Regions from separate parts of the Zea mays genome. Here region 1 is linked to region 2. Evidence: chromatin contacts called from public Hi-C data. All regions are on one chromosome and are shown on one strand. The core of a region is the stretch at or near the end of the contact, and the rest is flanking DNA. Distances in the headings are between cores, read along the strand shown.

Region 1 (3,996 bases), core at 1,210-3,709, 130 kb after region 2:
GGGTTGGGAAGGGGATCGACGTTGTATATGCCGATATGTATTTACAGTGGCGCTGATTGGATGCCTGTGTCTGTATAGCCGGACTCACGTGAGCATGGCCCAACACATATGGCACTTTCGCACGTATCTCGACATTAAGGTAAAAGACTTCTGCAAATAAGTAACTTGCATCGATGCATACATGCTTAATCATCTTCATACGGGTAACCGAACACATTTAGAGAGTCAACGTATGTAGTGAGTCAGGCTATCATCGGACGTGCAACCAAACACACGAAGTGTGATCGATTACGGACGAAGGCAATCAAACACCAATGTACCAGTAAACACGGTCTGATGGACACCCGTCGAAGCATACATAGTCTATACAACTACAACGAAGCAAGTACATTTGGCCAAGAAAGACAAAACAGCGATGCAAATACATGTGATGGCCGTGGAATCTACCCAGATCTGGTTAAATGAAGCCCGAGCATTCGAGTTCGAGCACACTCACAGCCATTCACATTAACCCATGAACGAATCTTGTCGGTAGCATCACAGAAGCAAGCGGCGAGCAGGATGGTTCCGCGTGGAGACAAGCGAGACGTCGTCGACGACGGGTCCGCAGAGCGTGCCGTCGGGCTTCATGATGTAGCCCATGCTGACGAACACCACCCTGGTCTGGTCCGCGACCGCCGCGAAGTCCAGCACGCCGCGCGTGTGGCCGCCCTTGCCCTGGGACTGGTACGGCACCTTCACGCTGCCCCGCGCGGCGTACGCCTGGACGGTCATGGAGCCCACGCAGCCGTTGCCGGCGTCCCCGGCCGAGAACTGGAGCCTGTAGAGCTGTCCGGGAACGGTGGCCACGTTCTGCACCAGCGCTGTCTCCATGCCGGACACCAGCTCCACGGCGCGGGCGCCGTGCGGCACGGCGTGGTGCGGCGCGTCCACGTACTTCACCGACTTGGTGGACGACAGGACCATCCACGGGGCCAGCGGGGAGTAGTCGTCCTCGTCCATCGGCGGCACCAGCACCCCCCACTGCGTGTTGGGGAAGATGTACGGACCGTCCTCGAAGTCCCCGTTCTTCAGCATATTATCTGCAGGAAAATTTAGCCATTCCTTCAGCGTCTCGTGGCTTCGGTTCGGAAGGTGCTAGAGAGAAATCTCACTCTTGCTGCTCCGAGGAGTCGGCATGGTCTTAATGGCAAACAGATCGATGAGGGGGCCGCAGGCTGCGTCCTCGGCGACGCCGGGGTTGTGGACGATCAGGGTCACGACGCTGCCCGCGGCCTGGAAGGCCCAGGAGTAGGAGTCCCACCCGCTGCTGGTGTAGACCGTCTGGATCGGGAGTACGTCCGACTCGGGGGCGACCGTCACGTTGAGCTGCTCGGCCTGGGCGCAGGTGCGCGCCGCGCTGAAGGTGATGGAGTAGCGCGCGCCCGGCGTCACGGCGAGGCGCTGCTGGATGGATGCCTCGTTCCCCAGCCGCACGGCGTACGCGCCCTCCGGCACCGGCAGCAGCATGTCGCCCTGCTTCTGGCCCGACCCGATGTACTCCACGTACCCGGAGATCTCCCAGTGCGGTATCGCGTTGCGCCCCATCACCCTCGTGCCGTTGAGCTGCGACTTGGGCGGCGCCTCCTCGAAGTTGCCGTTCGGCAACAGGCCTGAGCATGAACCATTGAACCGCGCAGTTAGAACTGACATTTCAGCTTAGCAAACACCTTGGCAATGAGACGCCAGTAGGCCACGCGCCTAATCTGAATTCTGAACTAGCATCGTTAGAAATGGATCGGACTGCAGGAGATGATCCCCGGCCCCCAATTTCAGTTTGACAATAAAAGTATAGCTCGAAAGAAAAATCAAACATAAGCTACGAACTAGTTGTTTACGGCGTGGAGAGAGTTCACGAAACACAGCACAGTTGCCACCTCTTACCATCCTGGATCGCAGAAGCCGCTCGAGCCGCCAAGCAGACGATCAAGAGCAGCGCAGCTCGACGGGCGTCCGGCACTGCATCGCTTCCCCTTCCCATCGTCTACCTTCTCCGGCGCAGGAAGGAAACCACCACAAGTCCACAACGCTCGAACGCAACTGAGATACGTACGTCAGGAACCTATGAGCACACTGAGTTCGTGTCGATAGCTATTTTCAAGCTTGCACTTATAGGGGGACGTGTGGCGTAGAGAACTCTGTCTCGTCGTTGGAACACCCAATCATGGCAGCGATGTTGGCCTGGCCGAGGCGCGTCCTCGTCAGGCCGACAGAGCGAAACGTGCGCCGGATCCGCGGGCGCTTCCACGAACGAGGTGGTTAGCAGCGCATCACCGGCGGGTCCTGACTCCTGACACCTGAAGCGCGGTGTGGGTAAGGAATGGCCGTTCGACCTCCTCTCCTCGGCCGGGTGGTGACTGGGGACGGCGTGCTTGGTACGCCCGCGTGCTCTCACATGGCCGTCCAGAATCACGGAGTTGTTTATGGCCCATTTCAGAGCTCGGGGTCGGGGGTAGTACCAAGGCGCCGGGCAAGTGCAGACTGCAGAGCTAGTGCTCGACGCACCGCCAGTTATTTGCGCTCCCAACCTCAAGTTCGCTCCTACGGTAGCGAAACTAATCACAGCTTTAAAGAGTCAGAGAAAACGGAATGATTATGTTGGACCCGAATCGGGACCAAACATTAGGGTTTGTTCTGTTTGATGGTCTCTCTGTGGTGACAGACGGTCATATTACGGGGCTAGACGGTCTGTGATCGTGCAGCAAGAGTGCACGGTAGAGTTGGACGATCCGTCCCTAGGGTCTGATGGCCCACGCGTGCACGAAGGCAACGGCGGCGGTCGTCTACAACACCTAGATCTCGTCTTCTCGAAATAATCCCGTCAGGGAGGAGCGATTATAAGGTTTGCTTTATAGTCGGTAGGACACTCAAGACGTCTCAAGACGACGTAGAGTCACAGAGAGGTAAAGACGTAGATAAAAAAGACTAATTACTGCTGCTCCTAGAGCAAGAAAGTAAGACATTGATAAATAATTTGATTGGTTCGATCGGTGAAGCGCACTATCAATTGTACTCCATATATATATGGATCTGTGTCGGGGGAATGACCCCCGGACCCTAGGACCCACATGTTAATGAGCGCGCTAAGGAAAGAGCCCCTAATCACTGGGACCCGTTAGTCAATCCGAAGAGATAGATGTGCCAACCCTGGAAGGACTCGTTCTCGGTCGATACCCCGCGACACCGAGCTTGGGACCGTGCATGGTGGAGCCTGACAAGGGAGGACAGGTGTGTCGGAAAGGAACTACTCGAGTGGATCTCGCACCCGGCCTCGGACTGGCCCGCCATAAATGACTGGCCGCATTAATCAGGCCTGGCACCGAGTGACAGCGTGGGCACGGTCCGCTTCCCACTCATGACCTATGAACCCCTCGGGCCGCATAACACTCATGACCCCCCCGAACTGCGATGCATTAACAGCCCACGCGCCCCTCAGTCTACGACGAACTCATGGCCTATCGAGCTAGGCCTAAGTGCGCACACCTCCCACATGGCACTACATGACGGGCTACACCTAGATCCAGGCTACGAAAGTCAGGGGTCGACGTAGCCGAAATAATGACGCCTTGGACCATCGCCGCCCCCACGTCATCCGCTACATAAAATACGCGACAACCAGGCACCCCTGGGCCCCACGAGTACGGATGGACTCACCCAGGGTAAAACGTTGCCTTACGACTCCTTCCTAGAGAATCCATCACTTGCCGACCCTTCTCCCGGCCTATAAAAGGGGGAGGGTCACCTCAGAACAGGGCGGTGAATTGAGACAGAGAGAAGAGATCGACTTGGAGATGACTAGACACCTTCAGACGGAGACGAACTCACAAGGGTGAACAGGAGGAGGAGAACCAACAAGGACCAGTAGGTTAGAGCCACGTCAAGCCAAGACTTAGTTAGGACTCCACCTCTCAGCTCATAAGCTCCAATCCACCCCGATAGGAGCACCGACTACTTGTA
Region 2 (4,005 bases), core at 268-2,767:
TCAACTTCAGAGAAACCAAATGAAAAAAAAACAGGTAACATCTAAGCATCGAGGTTGATGAGATTGAAAATAGAGTGTACAGGTAGCTACGTGCTACTCCCTCTGTTTCAAACTGCTATCTTTATGAATAACACCTGGCTTTGGGCTAAAGAGCATAGTTCCTGCTACTATTCAGAAGCTAAGTTTTCGTTCCTTCGATTTCCAGAAAAAAAAATAATATATTCCTCCTACCCTGACTTAACAAATCCAAGGAAAAAGAAGAAATCAACTGACCTCTAACTCTGTTCCCAGCCTTTTATCCTTCTGTTTCTCTGAATCCTATAAACAGGATCAAACTGAACAAAAGGTCCAACTATATTTCTTATACAGGCACTGAAAATTCTAGGTGTACTGAAAGGAAACATGGTAGTAAGAGCAGATTCACAGAAAACAATGAAGAACAGTGCGTGGTTGACCTGATCTGATGGGAGACGGTGCTGAGTAAACTAAATGCTACAATAACAGACACAATCCAAAAATTAGTACTCCACTTGTAGAATGCTCAGCTGATGGTTGAAAAGAGCCTAGAACAATTCTGCAAGAAAGCAAACGCAGTACTTTCTTTACAAATTACTTTGATAAGCAAGTTGGAACTACTTTCTTCTGTTATATCGTCACATGTACATCATTTGCACAATCAATTCAGAGAAAAAAGGGTAAAATGTAGTAAGTTTATGGATCAAATATAAACTATACAAATATCTCATGCAGCAGCAAATCCTTTAGTTCTTTCAGGAATGCGATTTGACAGTGAAACATTGCACAGCTGATTCAATGGCATTTGAGCTCAATCCGATCATAAAATGCATTACTGCAACAACTGCCGTTGAATCCAGGTTCAACCGTAACACAGCAGAGCTGTGGGAAGTGGTTTGTATAGGTTCTCTAATCATCACTAGAATTTGGGGGGGAAACCCTAGCCCAGGCTGAGGTAAACTGCGGTGGCCACGCTAGCGGCGCAGACGGCGACGATCCTCCCGACCACCGGGGGAGCGGCTCGAGCCACCATGCCTATCCCGACGATCCCGGCCGCGGCTGCGGGCGCGCGGAGGAGGTCCGCAGCTCCGGCCAGCACGGCCTCCCTGAACAGCTCGACGGCAAACTCCCGGAACTGGAGTCGCGAGAGCTCTGCCTCGTCCTCTAGCCCAGCGGCGCGGAGCGCGGCGTCGACTCGGACGCGGGGCGGCGGCGAGGGCACCCAGCGCCGGACCAGCGGGACGGACGCGCTGAGCTCCGAGTGAAGGTGTGCGGCGGCGTCGGCGAGCTGGTACCGGCGGACGCCCGGGAAGCGGCGCTGCGCGTCGGCGAGGCACCGGTCGAAGGCGGCGTCGCAGGCGGCGGCGAACAACGGCGCGCGGCGCAGCGCAGCGTCCACGCGCTTGGAGGGGCTGATGCCCATCTGCGTGCGCCCGCGCGGAGCCGCGGAGTAGACTCTGCACGAGTATCACTCGCACAACAGAATCCCGTGCAGATTTTGATGGGAACGACGCCGAATCAAAATTTCATTTTACACTAGGAGTTCAGGTTAAAAAAAAAACAAACTAGCTTCTCATGGCTCCATTTTCATTTACCACCATAACTATTCTAAAATAATTGTCAGCTGCTCGGCTTCTCTCCACCATGCTCTTTTACCAAAATCAATCCATTACACCTCAAGAAGCTAGAGCTAGAAAAAAGAGAGTGAAAACGGTCCAATGTGCTAGATTTCCATGGGGCTCGCGTGGCTACTACAACTACCCCCTCCAACCTATTTTAGAATCCCAAAAATATTCGATATTGTAAGTTTTTAGGAAAAAAAAAAGTAATTCAAAATTTAATGTTTGGAACTCAACGAGCCTACAACTAAAGTGTTGTTTGATCCACCAAAGTAACAACTAGTTAAGTAATTCTATTTTGTAAATATTTAAATAAGCTAATGAATATACTAAAAGCTAAGATTTTGAAATTTCACATCCAAATTCGTGAACCTCTTAAGATGACGTTTTATATCACTGGACACGTCATGTCAATATGAATTATTGATACCTTGATCAGATGGGAAACTTTAAAGGCCCATGAATTGGATTTTGATTCCCCGGACGGCGAAGCCAGAAATTAAGGCCTTGTTTGTTCCTTTCAAGATTATATAATCCAGCTTATAAATTCTATAATCAACTATTGACCTATTTATGGATTATTATAATCTAGTATCTAGATTACATAATCTACCTAATAATCAATGTTATTTGTTTATCTCTCAATGTATTTAAGATAAATTATATAATCTAGAGAGTAAACGAACGGGGTCTAAGTTTAGAGGGGCAAATGTTAATAGATGGCATGTGCTCTTTAATTACGTAATAGGTCATTAAAGAATGAAATTGAAAGACTTCAGAGTTAGGGGGATGCTACATATCTGTTATTTGTGCATCCTGTCCTTGCGCATTAGTGGATTGCTGTATTGCTCATCTTTTTGCAAAGCTGTGTTTGTCGTTGGCAAGATCAATGGTAATTCCATTTGGTCTATAGCTAGCAACACACAGTTTTCTTAATGATGCAAGATCACTGGTAATTCCATTTCCGAGGAGGTTTGCAAGGTTTGCCCTTTGGCCTTGTCCCTTGGGATCACTGCACGTTTGCATCAGTAGCCTAGAGTGGATCCGCAATCCTGACAGGCTAAAAGGCTGGCCAACGTGACAAGAGCCATGATGCTTGTTTGCTGGAATGGTATGCGGGCAGCCGTTCTGGGATTGGCTTTGCCTTGTGACATGGGCTGGGGCTGCTGCTGCTGCCTGCTGGTGGTCTCTAAACTACAATGGGCTGTACACTTTTCACAACATCCATACAGGGCCGACTTCTATCTGGAAAAACTGGGCCGTGTCGTCAAAATTTTGCTCTTGCTTGTGTTTTTTTTCTGCGATAAGATTCACTTATTATTTTGGATAGGAAGTACAAGCATGCAACTAAACAAAACAATAGTCTCTTGAATCCACTAACAAACCAAATACTAGATGGGCCGGGGATAGACCGGTAGCTAGAGTACACATTAGACTGAAGTAAACAACGAGAATATAAGAGCAACCACTTACATAGCACTATAATTTAAAGAAAACTAGACGATCCAGCAACTAAGGTAGTTTCTATTCTTATGAAGAAGAAATAGTTGCCCCGCCAGTTTGAAGTAGAGGGAGGGAGTTCGAACTTGGACGCAAGAGATCACGCCTCCCATCCTGAGTAGTAGTTGATCTAACGTGGCTTGCGCAGTATTAGAAAGATTTAGCAAACCATTGTATGTAGACGACACGTAGAATACGGGATGGTGAAGTACTGATGAAGGGTGTATTTGGAAACCACAAATCAATATTGGACTGTAGTCCTGTACAACCAGAGTCGGTGACGGCAAAAACCGCTCGAGAGCGGCCACGGCGATGAGGGTGACGAACGCCACTGATCGTGTGCTCCATTCTCACGAGCTAACCTCTGCTTTGGTTGTAGCCCTGAAACCTTTGTGTAATACTGTATATAGCGGGTAGCTTTGTAGTTGCCGTTTGTGTTACTGTTTGTGTTTTTATATAAAGAAATCATCTAAAAAAGATAAAATTAAACATTTTTCATAAAAAAGACTTTCACATGATTAGATGGATGACTGAGTGACTTATTGAAACAGCTATCGCTAATGCATCATGTGTGTGCTTGAAGGTACCGTCTTTGTGAGATGAAAAAAAATTCAGGAGCTCTGATTTGCAGCCGGCGCTCACGGCCGGTCTGCTAACCTTGCGTAATCCGGCGGCATGGCGCCCGCTGGATCGTCAGCAAGCAGCTGGCATCTCACGCTCTCGAGATCGGCGAGTCGCCAACTCCCGTTCCCTGTGCGCGGTCACGTGGCACTCTGTTTCGCTCGCATGGCCAATGTAGCGTAAGATTCCTTTTGAGGCGTTTCGTTACGTACGGTCCCTGTGCTATCCAACGCAAGGGCCGTGGGCCCGG

Evidence for each region. Hi-C and Micro-C count contacts between places; a contact is called where the count stands out from the background.
Region 1: a contact with region 2 is called in a Hi-C map of tassel, with 3 times the contacts expected there. The contact joins the promoter of LOC109943986 here to the promoter of LOC100277129 in region 2. A contact is called at or near these places in 6 of 25 Hi-C or Micro-C datasets (ear, endosperm, leaf and 2 more).

Annotation. Positions count from the first base shown.
Region 1 is chr2:35,049,093-35,053,088 of Zm-B73-REFERENCE-NAM-5.0, forward strand. It overlaps LOC109943986, which reads right to left and starts at 2,460. Exons shown (of 3, transcript XM_020548246.3): 1 at 1,924-2,460; 2 at 1,155-1,652; 3 at 257-1,082. The coding sequence starts at 2,020. The coding sequence ends at 538.
Region 2 is chr2:34,915,070-34,919,074 of Zm-B73-REFERENCE-NAM-5.0, forward strand. LOC100277129 reads right to left here and starts at 1,518. Exons shown (of 1, transcript NM_001150785.2): 1 at 620-1,518. The coding sequence starts at 1,438. The coding sequence ends at 956.